Regions from separate parts of the Anser cygnoides genome. Here region 2 is linked to region 1. A link is a contact called in public Hi-C data. All regions are on one chromosome and are shown on one strand. The core of a region is the stretch at or near the end of the contact, and the rest is flanking DNA. Distances in the headings are between cores, read along the strand shown.

Evidence for each region. Hi-C and Micro-C count contacts between places; a contact is called where the count stands out from the background.
Region 2: a Hi-C map of liver shows a contact between it and region 1, with 7 times the contacts expected there. The contact joins the enhancer-like site here to the promoter of CFLAR in region 1. A contact is called at or near these places in 2 of 7 Hi-C or Micro-C datasets (both in liver).

What each region holds. Positions count from the first base shown.
Region 1 is chr6:1,779,023-1,785,153 of Taihu_goose_T2T_genome, forward strand. CFLAR (CASP8 and FADD like apoptosis regulator) reads right to left here and starts at 3,019. Exons shown (of 10, transcript XM_013187581.3): 1 at 2,878-3,019. It overlaps LOC125182160 (a long non-coding RNA gene), which reads left to right and starts at 2,997. Exons shown (of 2, transcript XR_007161303.2): 1 at 2,997-3,131; 2 at 3,426-4,427. NDUFB3 (NADH:ubiquinone oxidoreductase subunit B3) reads right to left here. Exons shown (of 3, transcript XM_048058567.2): 3 at 5,816-6,078. The coding sequence ends at 5,922.
Region 2 is chr6:1,917,536-1,923,666 of Taihu_goose_T2T_genome, forward strand. It overlaps the pseudogene LOC106039955. Among named protein-coding and RNA genes, the nearest start is that of BZW1, 17 kb to the left of the region's middle. Within about 2 kb of position 2,801, at least 1 of the 3 cell types and tissues checked has open chromatin away from gene starts, as enhancers often do. A contact at or near this core is called in liver, where this site is marked.

The DNA of each region.
Region 1 (6,131 bases), core at 1,769-4,268:
CATAAGGGATGAAGGGCCTCATGCACCACCCTTCCATCTGATATGAATACTTTTGCAAACATCACTGTTACAGTTATGACAGCTGCAACAGAGACAAATAAAGAAAAAGAGGTATGCAATGACAATGTAATACCCAGAAGTCTGGCTTTCAATTTAGATCTCATGGGCAGTGTGCAAGAAGAGTTGCTGAATGCCAAAGAATATAAATTCTTTACAAGAAGGAGAGCGGAAAAAAATCAGCTTAGCTTCTCAAAAGGAAAAACAAAAGTTCATATTCATCAGAAATAAAGCCACCTCAGTAGATTGTGTGTTCTTGTGCACGTGATTTGCCAATATCACTGCAAGAAAATACTTAACATTTTTGTCTTTGGTGTTTCAATGCAAAGCTTATGAAGTGGGAAGATGGTTAAAAAAAATTACCAAGAGTACTACACACTCTTATTTTAAAAGAGATCCAGAATCATTCCAAACAGCTGAAGTCAAACACCACCACCAATACTAACAGTAACATTAGCGGTAGAATAAAGGCCTACACACGGAACAACAACAAATCTCTTTCTTTTCTGTACTTGAAGGAAACCCCCAGGCACAGTGAGGGAAAATAACTGAATGAAGGGACAGTTTTCACTAAGTCTAGCTATTTTAGCTCACTCTCGCCCCAATTTTTCAAGAGCTCTTCTGGGAAATACTTGCAAAGTCTCCATAGAGAAAACCACTGATTCTAGGGTGACTCATCAGTCCTCCTGTCCCCCAAAAAGGACTGAGAGAAAAACTCAAGGAGGTTAGTATCAAAGTGCACTTAAACATCAGATTTTGTTTTTCATTAACTTTGAGGCTTTCTTGAACAGAACTGATAATTTTAAAGTTGAATTGACACCTATGGATGAATTTCTCATGTACTGCACTGGAAAACACCTCTGTGACGGGTCTATTTGTCAAAGTTTGCACTGACTTTTGACTCTTGGTAAAAAAAATATTTTAAACCTTGTTTAAAGATAAACCTGAGACTATAAACAAACATATTTACTCCTTAGAGCACAAGGCATTACCATTCCACACTAGACAAACAAGACAGAAAAGCACCAGTATGTTAATCTGCTTCTACAAAGCTAATGAATTTAATTACACTCCTATTTCTGAACTTTTTCACATTGCCCACAATTCATACAGAACTGAACCAAAATCAGGTCCAGATTTCTTTTATTTCCCCCAAGATGCAGCAAATAACAACGTGCTAAAACTTCATACACAAAGACATGCAAGGATATACTAACTCCCTGCTGGCATTAACAACTGGAGATGTATACATTGCTCAAGCAATTTTACCCTTTGATGTTTAAAACCATGCTTAAACCTTTGCTCCCATGACTGCAACACAAATATTGCACAGCATACAAATACCAGTGTGATTAGCAAGGCAAAGCATAGCATCCTGTATTAATTATAATAATATAATATAATTATATTATAATATATTATATATTATATTATAATATAATATAATTATATCTATTATGCCTCAGATTAAGAGGGAAGGTTTTTCAAAAGAATTTGGGAACCATTTCATACTTTACACTTCGTCTACAGTGAGCCTATCACTTCAGACAGCATTTGTTTCTTTAACATTTCACAATAATCTCTACAGCAACAAAAACAGGATATAAAACATCTGTGGGCAGGGTTATTTGGGAAATGCTCTGTGTTTCTTCCACAAGATGAACTCATGTGGAAGCCACTACACAAGAGATGGAGAGTAGGAGGTTACTTTACTACAGCAGGTACTATAGCTACATTTAGTGCTTTCTCCGTTCTGCTTAGTTTGATGATGTAGAGGTGGTGAAAACACAGTATTAGCTGCCTTTTGAATCCGTATAATCTAACATTTTTCCATGTTAAATGATTCAGAGCATGCTCCATAACTTTAAAGTTTCCCTGCAAAAGAACAAGTACGAGATGGTAGGAGGTATCCAGGGAAAACAGGGAAATCCCACAGTAACTTTCACATTTCTTATTACTGTATTAGGCTTAAGTAGTCATCAGTCTAAACTAGTAGTGATGATGCAAATTTCCATTTAATAATGGAGCAATTTAGCACCCCAGTCATCCTAATAAAAAAAAAAAAAACCATGACACACACACACAAAACGCGCACACACAAAAATCAAACTACCAACAAAAATAAAATTGGCTTTACCCTAGCGAGTTTATGCAGATTTTCTAACTACGTCAATTTAAATCACACTTCAAAAATAAAGAGAAAGGAGTCTCCGCTCTGCAAGGCAAAAAGGCAGTGTCGGGATTTCCTTTCTCCTCACGAGCAAGGACGGGCTCATGCCCCACTTGCTGCCAGCTCTCCACATCCGGCTCAGCCCGGCCGCCCGCCCGAAGGCCGGCCCTGTCCGCTCCCCAGAGAGCCCAGGCTTGGGCACGGGGGGAGGGCCCGATGCCGGAGGACAGTGGGTTGGGGCGCCTACCTTTAAGGCGCAGGCAGGAAAAAGTACGCAGGGAAAGCAAGAGATGAAGGTATAACGCACCCAAGCGCGCCCGGGATACCTCATCTACAGCAGCAGGACCAGGTTCAGCATTGGGAGGAGGAGGAGAAGGGGGGGAAGGGCGGTGCCCGCTTAGCAACGCGCTCCCCTATACCGGGCGTAGTTTCGAGTAGCGCGGCGAAGGAAATCCTGACTGCGTAGTATCGCCTTTCTTTCTCTTTCGCATTCGAGTTTCAGAGCATGACTTTTTCAAGGGCTTTTCACTCATGTTTCTTAAGATTATCAGCGACTACAGCCACCCCTCCGCGTAGATAGCAGCAGTCGCTGCTCAAGGCTGAGATCTCCCCTCACTGAGGAACGAAGACGCTAGTTTCAGTCACCATACCCTAATTATTCATCTGCCGAATCGTGTTCCTCAACCCTTACGATTTATCGTGATTCCAGCCATTTTGGAGCGAGCGAATGAAAAATTACGCTTTTGTTTTGCAGTAATTCTCAGGGCAGCAAACAGCTGCGCAAAAATCTGCCCACCCCAAAATGGCGGCCGAGCTGAAGCGAAAGGACACGTCACCTGCGCGCAGCCTCCGCCCTTACGCACAAAATGGCTTCCAGCTCCCCGGGGTGCGGAGGAAATTCTGCGTGCGTAGTATTGTCTTTCTCATTCGAGTTTCAGAGCGTGACTTTATTAAAGTGCTTTTTGCTCACGCTTCTTAAGGTTATTAGTGACTACAGCCACCCCTCCGCGTAGATGGCAGCAGTCACAGCTCAAGGCTGAGATCTCCCCTCGCTGGGGGACGAGGGCACTGGTTTCAGTCGTCATACCCTCATTATTCATCTGCCGAGCCGTGATCGTCAACTCTTACGATTTATCGTTACTGCAGCCATTTTGGGGCGAGGCGAACGAAAGATTACGCTTTTGGTTTTGTTTTGCAGTATTTCTCAGGGGAGCGAACAGAGTTGCGCAAAAACACCACCCCCCATACACCCTCCAAAAATGGCGGCCGAGCTGAACAGAAAGGAGACGTCACCTGCGCGCAGCCCCCGCCCTCACGCACAAAATGGCTTCCAGCTCGCTGAGGTGGGGGGGGTGACGGAAACGCTGTGACGAAAAGGGGCTGAGGGGATCTCGTAGTTTGTACGCGCATCGACCGCAGACGACTTAAGTAGATTTTCAGATGAGTAAGGTTTACCTCTATATTTTTCCGTCTGTGAGGCTGGCAGGAAATAGTCTATTGCCAGGAAAGGTTAGTATTATACATGTGAAATAACGATCTTCATAGGAGTAGAATGTGTATAATTATTAAGAGATTTGTATATTCTACAACATTGGCAAAATATGTTCATCCTAAATTAAGGCAACAGCCTAGGGCAGTGACTAAAATGCTGTCTGCCTATTAAATCACTGAATGATACTATCTTAATTCATAAATATATGAAAATTACATAGACTAGTTCAGTGTAACAGTGAACATGCTCAATATATCTATGTAAAATGTTGGTAATGTGGGAATAAAAATGTTCTTTTTGCACAGTTACATTGTTTAAAGGTAAGGAATGTGGTACGGAGATATGCTTGCAGTGGTAAGAAAACTTAGCAGACGACCTTGTAAAATGCAGACAACAAGACTCCTTAGAGCAATTAGGTGAAAATCACGGTGTCAAGTCAGATAAGTGAAGAAACATTACCATTTCAAACAGTAAAAAAGTCAAAAGAAATTTGAAAATTAACAGGCCAGCAACTGAAGGCCATGTATTGTCTCTGAAGCATCAGATTGGTTGTGAATCTGGATTACCTAGTCTATGGGGAAAGAGGGGAGGGTCCCAGTCATCCACAAATAAAGTATATAAACTGTACTGTGTGACTAGTAGGTGCGTGCGCTCCTGCTTGTGGGACACCCGCCATTGCAATCACGAATAAAATTGCTACTTCACTGAGATCCTTGCCTGAGCCTATGTTATTGACTACAGAGTGTTTCTCACAGTAATATACAATAAACTCTTAATAAACAAAATGATGTTTAAAAAAAGTTGTGGAGGAATGCATTAGTTTGTCAGCCAAACTAGATTTGTATCAGTGTATTTTACATCTTTTGGTCCAAATAAAGTAAGCAACACACCAATGAAAGAGCCTTGAACAATGTCATGCAGAGATGTAAAAACACTGAACAGTACAGCTGCCACAAAACCAGATGTTTATTGGTTCTAAAAATAAAACTGGTACAATTTCACTCAGAAAAGTTGTGTAAAAATACTTCTAAAAAAATTATATTTAAGCCCCCCCTTTCTTTTTTTTTTTTAAATAAACCTGCAATTTGTGACATTACTTCAAAAACCTTTCCAGTTTCTCCACAGTGAAAGTAACTATATAAGTATCTAGTGGTACTAAAAATTCATCACTTTTGCTTTTCTGCTTAATGACACAGATATCGTTGTCTGGATTGAAAACAGATAGTATACCCTCCTTTTCTTATGTTACTAAGGGCATAAGAAATATTTAAAATAGGATATCTACCCAGTGTTAATTCTGAACACTGCAGAGGACATTCTGCCAAAAAGCTGTTTTCTACTATATTTTTCACTCCAGGCATTCTAAAAACACTAGAAGCTGTTGTACGATGCAAGGAAAAAAAATGATGTTTAAAACAAAAAATATAAAAGAATAGGTATAAAAGAATCTGTACTAATGCAAACTTACAACTGAAATTGGATACCAGAAAAGTGAGTTCTCTTTTTTTCACATATTTAAATTATGCTAAAGTATATCTGAAGTCATACTAGGATAAGGTACAGTTAGCGCTGAGTGAAACGTACCCATTTGCTTAGTAAATATGGCAGAAAAGTAAGTTTTAATTTCTGGATATTACACAGAACAGGTTATTTTGGTGAGTAGTGTCTGCAAATTAGTTAATTCTTTAATATGTTTAAGTGTAAGGTTTGGTATTTTCATATACTTTTAGGCAGTGTTGGGTACTTTTTAAAGCTTTACGGTAATATTTTTATTTAGAGAGAAAAGTGGATAATAAGTTATACTTCTAAGAAATGATAAGTCATGCAAGACCACCAGCAAATAATAGCTATTAAATCTTTAAGTAATACAATACAGTCTCTCTCTTAAAAGTAACACACATTCTTGATTCAATAGAATGCTGGCAGGGCTTTAAAGGACTGGGCTGACAGTTTCCCCTGTTCTTTAAAAGATGGTACAGCAAGCCCAAGAGCATGTGTGTATCTTGTTTTCTTTCTGCAGACAGAAGTTGAGGGAATTGCTCTGGCTACATTTTTTGATCCTTTCATAAAAGCATAATAAAACCAAAGAAACATGCTTTTTACCTGTGACATACTTTAATACGCATATTATAAGTACAGAATTGGCAATGGGCTTCTGTACATTTTAGTAATGAAAAAGCAGCAAGTTGTCATATTTGACCTTTAGTGATGGCCTCCATTCTTCTTTGGGGGAAACAGTGTATACTCAATGCCAAGAGCAACCACGAAAGCTGCAAATCCCCACTTGAGTCCTCTAGTAAAGATTTCCATTAAGGTGACAGGTTTTGCATAGCCACCCATATACCTCCAGACTTCATTACTAAAAGAGAAATAAAACCAAAAGAATAGAACAGGATCAGTGGAGCCACTGTG
Region 2 (6,131 bases), core at 1,551-4,050, 140 kb after region 1:
TCAAAAGGTAAAATGCTTCAACTGTTTCTTACAAGGCTTGAGAAAACTGGCTTTGATTAACCATCTGCATCGGTCTTAGAACTTGATGCACCTCAGGCATATCCTCCACCTTTTCTACAAGTCTCCATAGGTACATGACTACCTTACAAGCCTGGGGGAGAGGGGGTAAGTATACTATGCAGCCTCACAATAGAGGCTCTAGCTACTTGTAAAATAAATAAACCCTAAATTTTCCACAAAGTTTGTATCTATGCTGAAAAGGACTTGCTCTGCAACTGCTGATGATCGTGCTTGTACCAAGCACTTCCAAAGGATTTGACAAGCACCCTCAATAGGAAGAAAGCTAGGCACCACAAAACCAAATCTACCTGCTGTTTTCAAAGCAATACAAGCTCTTTCTTAGTGAATTTGTTAAATATTCTTTCAACATGTTCTGTTTTACCCTTACTTGGTAACAACTCAAAGAAAGGCTGACTTGGGTTATCAAATTCATTCTGAATGCCATTACACTCTTCGTTTAGTTGCAATACCTTTCCTCTGCTAACTGCCAGCTACAAAGCAGCACTTTTTGCAAATACTTGCATTGGCATCTGTTCTAGCCTAACTGAAATGTTCATACACTAGGCAATCATGGAAACCATAAAAAAAATATGACAAAGGGCCTAATTCCCTTCCTATTTTGATTTACTAGATAGAAAGCCACTGGTTTGAATGATTTTCTTCTGAAATAAATGAAAGTATAATTGGTCCTAAAGCATTCAAGTGGATAAGAGCATTTCAGTTTGATTATTAAAAAGTACCTGAAATATAACTTATGCTAAATTTTCATTTTAATTTTGTTTAAATGCTCAGAATAAAGTGAAGATAGATCCATACATTTCTTTAACTTCAAACTAAAAAGAAAAAAATTGTAGAACCGATACAGTAAAGAAGAAAAAAGCAACCCTTTTTAACTGTGTTCTATAATTTACCTTACTTTAAACTGTGCATAAAAAAAAAGCTATCAAGAAAGACTTTGATATAAAGGAGTTGGTGCTTTTTGAAAGCTGCTCAAAAATAAAAAATGAAGTTACAAAACCTTAGAGGGGAATTCATTATTTAACAGAACAGATGATCGTGTGAAAAAATGGTAATAAGTCTAACCTCTACTTCGCTTGCATTGACTTCTGTTCCAACTGATCCTGCTGTATATTTGCCATTAGATACAGTTGTTGTGCTTGTTTTGCAGAAGTGTGTATATGACAGTGGAATCTTCAGTTCACAACTGGCAATCTTTAAAAAAAAGTAAACAAAAAGATATCTAGTCACACTTTCAAGTGGTAGTTTCAGGCTGGAAAAAAAAAAGCATTGCCATTCATCTCTCTGTATATATGTGCACAGAGAAAAGACCTAATTTAATTCAACAGTAAAACTACAAGTAGGACAATGCTGAAGTCTTCCTTAGCAATTATTCTGTAAATCAAATAATTATTAAATTCAGATATTAGAAGATAGGATAAAATAACACAATGCAATACTATGTGTTTTGCCATTAATGAGTTAGTATCTTAGTCTCTTAGATCAGGTTTTAGTTGCATACAGAAATTTTTCAATCAGGTTTTAAGAACAGTTAATTGCTCTTCCTCATGGATTTTCAAATCTTATGTTTATGTTTTCCTTTCTAGCTCATTTGAAATGGCTTTGTTAGTTTGTGTTCCCACTTCACTGTTTTTCACAGTGTTCTAATATTCAGCTTGTTTTGAAGGAATGGTCTCAGTTTAGCTCCAAAATTATCTATTTAGCATACGGTTTTGTTTGTCACTATTTACACCAGAATGCATAAAAATGGTCTGCTGTTATCATCAGTGTCGTATATACTACAAAGTTAAATTTTCAGCACTTCGTCTCCCTCTGCAAAAAAAATGTTGGATCCTTTTGGCATATATTGTCTGTGCCTTAGCTATCCTAATATCAGTGATGGATCCCATGAAGATGTTCAGCTCATATCCAGACCTTGAAAGATCACTTTGTTTATAGCTTATATTTTTCCCAAGTTTTGTTTTCATCAGTAACTCAAAAGTAACTATCCAACATTAAACTTGGCTTTCTTATACCTATAGAATTTTTCTGTTGCACTTCTTAGTACCGTTCATCTTTTTGGCTGTTATCTTTCTTGTTGTATTTTTTTTTACTCTCAGATGGTAACTAACTAACCTGTTAACATCTTAGTGTGAATTTCTAGATGCAGTTCAATTCCAACATGAATGACTAGTACAGACCCATCTATCTATCTATCTATATATATATATATAGCCTAAAGAGAAGACACAGAAACATAGTGATTTTCTTACCACACTGAACAAAGGTGCATAAGAAAAAGAACAAGGCGAAGAGATTTATTTTGCAAGAATTAGTATATTAAGAGCGAGTGGAAATTCTCCAGTAGTCTGACAATAACAAATTTCACTACTCTAGGTGGACTCTAAATGAGCTAGTAGTTATTAACATGAGTTCTGCAAGGATCACAGTAATTCATTCAAATAACAGAAAAGCACATCTTTCTTCTTCTTAAGTTGGGTGACCACATACATGCTGTCTCTAGTTGTAATATATTTGCAACCCCAGATACTATTCCCTGCTCGTCCTCAGTAAGAGAAGAACAGAGCAGACTTTGAACTTGGTTCAAAGGCATTTTGGACAGATGACAAGTTATCTCCTAATATGAACATCTACAGAACTTTTCTTTTAAAACAGAGTAGCAGAATTGTAGTGTAGCGTTGCCTTTTGAAACCAAGGGATTACTCCTAACCTTTTTTGTTTGCATGTATCCACACAGGGAAGTAATAAAACTGATGTTCACAGTATATAATTTTGATGGAGCAATGACAACTCCTTTTCCATTCTCTCTTGTAGGCTGTCAAGAAGCTTAGAACCTGATTCACTTTCTGTTTGTACTTTGATGCAGCCCTGTGCCAGTAAATAGCTATCTTAAATAGGGGAAATGCAAAAAGCAGAAGGAAATGGAAGTAATGAACTTTCATTCACAGGTAAAAGCAGGAACAAATAACTTCCAAAGGAATGGTGATGAAAGAAATCAATCCCCTATAAGCAACCCAAACCCATGAAGGAACAAGTGGATATGAAAGAGAATTAGAGATTCTATAATGAGACATTTTGGTGCAGTGTGCAATCAGATCCCGACACTCAGAGAGCAAACACGGGAGCCCAAGAGGTGTTGTGAAATACAGTGCCTCTGAAACATTTTTTATTTTTTTTTTAAGTAATTTTACATTGAGAAATAATGGTCATGTGATCTTGTTGGTGCCAAATTGTGACATTTGCAATCAGGTAACATTTTGCTGATGTCAGGCAGTCTCACCTCACAGAGACCAGAGTAAACAATAAATCTATTCTCTAAGATTTAGATCTAGATTTTGGAAAGTCAGCACAATGCCTGAGCTTTATTTTGAAGAGTTGTGAACTGTAACTGTAATTTATGCCTTTTATTGATCTTCTGTATCAAGTGAATTGTGATCCCTACATTCAATGTTTATTTACCATGAGAACATTGTTGAATGAAATATATGAATCTCTCTCTGATCTCTTCATCTATGAATTTGTCCAGAAATAATCAAGAGATGCAACAAAGAAATTGAGCTATGAACCACGTGGATTTACTTTTTCATGCATTTGTTCTTCATAAACAAATTATAGTATTTGTTTGAACCTGAAACCAATTTGAAAGAATTTTTGGTTCAAGGCATGAATTAAAAATAACAAAATCAAACAAACAAACAATAACAAACTTAAAAAACTACCAAAGCCTTGAAAAATTTTCCCAGAAAAAGATTATCTTGAGCAGTAAGAAATTCCAGTAGCAGGGTTTAACTTATTACATAGCAGAGACTAGGGAAGTGATTGTGCCCCTGTACTCGGCTCTGGTGAGGCCGCACCTCGAGTACTGTGTTCAGTTTTGGGCCCCTCGCTACAGGAAGGACATGGACGTGCTCGAGCGAGTCCAGAGAAGGGCGACCAAGCTGGTGAGGGGTCTGGAGAACAAGTCTTACGAGGAGCGGCTGAGGGAGCTGGGCTTGTTCAGCCTGGAGAAGAGGAGGCTCAGGGGCGACCTTATCGCTCTCTATAGGTACCTTAAAGGAGGCTGTAGAGAGGTGGGGGTTGGTCTGTTCTCCCGCGTGCCTGGTGACAGGACGAGGGGGAATGGGCTAAAGTTGTGCCAGGGGAGTTTTAGGTTGGATGTTAGGAAGTACTTCTTTACCGAAAGGGTTATTAAGCATTGGAACGGGCTGCCCAGGGAGGTGGTGGAGTCACCATCCCTGGAGGTCTTTAAAAGACGTTTAGATGTAGAGCTTAGCGATATGGTTTAGTGGAGTACTTAGTGTTAGGTCGAAGGTTGGACTCGATGATCTTGAGTTCTCTTCCAACCTAGAAATCTGTGATACTGTGTGATACTGTGACTATTTAAATTATAGGAGTGGTCATTTCCCTCACTATGGACTAGATTATGGAAGGTTCCAAGTTCCACATTTTGACAGTTAATGATTTAGCTTTTTGCTGGGTTAAGATAGCACGCTGGGAATCAGAAACCCAGGTTTCTGTGAGGTGAATATTCTTATACTGAGTTAGCATTTATGAAGAGGTCAGCTGCATACAGTGATCTTTCTGAAAGGGAGTACATATACCTCAGTGGATGATATTTTATGTTAGTCTAGCAAGTAAGAATTTTTTTCTTTTTCTCTTTCACTACTGCCTGTAGAGATTATGCTTCCTGGTTTTGGAGAGAAAAATAGAGATCTAAGATCGTAAAAGCACCATTTTGAAGAGGTTACCTCATGAAAATACTTCACATTAAATCCAAAAGAAAACTTGGGCAATGGCAATCCCTTTCTTTTTCCAGTAATTTTTCTTGTTCAACTCTTCTGCCATTGCTTTCTGGCTGTAGTTGTCAGGCTTGTCCAAACATTCTTTCCAACATTTCCACAGATTCTCCGCATCAAACTCTTCTTTGAAGCCTGTTAGGTTATCTCCTTTGTACATGTGTATTTCCCTAATCTAAACAGTAAGCAAATTTACATGGTGCTGTAAATGCATTGTCCACTTTCAACACAATGTACTCAATCACCCGCAATAAGAGATTATAGTTGTTCAAATGGATCCATTTGCTTTAAAGAGACAGTGAAAGCTGTGAAAGACACTCAAGACACCAACAAGATATAATTGCTTTAAGGTGGAGTACAACTATACTCAGGAGGCCTGAAAGCTCTCCTTTTTTTACACTGATGTAAGTAAACTGCCTTTAAATCAAAGAAATTGCATATAAATCATAGGAATTGCAATAGTACTACTGAAGAAAAAAAATCAAACCTTCAGTTTCAGGGGAAATTAATGAATAAATTTATCATAATAGGCTGCCTAATAAAACCTCTTGTATCTCTGTCCTCATTGAACAGATCTGATTTTTTTATGTCCTGAATTTTCAATGTCCAATATCACCTGACAGGAAATACTGTATTTCCTTTATGGTATTTTCTAAGCCATATCTGGGTCACAGATGTATTTCTATTTTAGGCAGGTAAGAGCTGCATCTAACAAGAACAGGTGTACTGTTAAGAGAAATAAATTGGAACAAACAGCTATTATTTTCTTTTTGTGACCAGTTCTGTCATTGTGTTATCAGTGAAGAACTTACAAACTCAGACTCATCTTTTGAAAAGCCATAATTTAGATAGCACTGAAAATCTGCAGCTATAATTCTACCAACATTCACGAATCCAACCTGTAATACTGCAACCATTGCATGAGAGGTCTTTCCTCTCATGTAGTTCAAGCTGCTCTTTATAAATAAGCTAACCAATTAACAAATACAGCCTGACATTCAGACTACAGAACACAAGGGATTTTTTGCCACCAAATTGGAAAAAAAGACCTGCATGGATTTCTGTCTAAAGGATGGCATCAGTTTGGATCTGAATACACAAACCAAGAGCAAAATACATATAAAAGCCACAAATCACCAGAATGCCTCAGATGCCCACAAAGCTATTCTCCCACCTAGACACTGACTATACTTTTACTCACACAGAATCTGAAAATATTGTTCAGCACTGTTTTCCGCATGAACAGAGACCATAAGG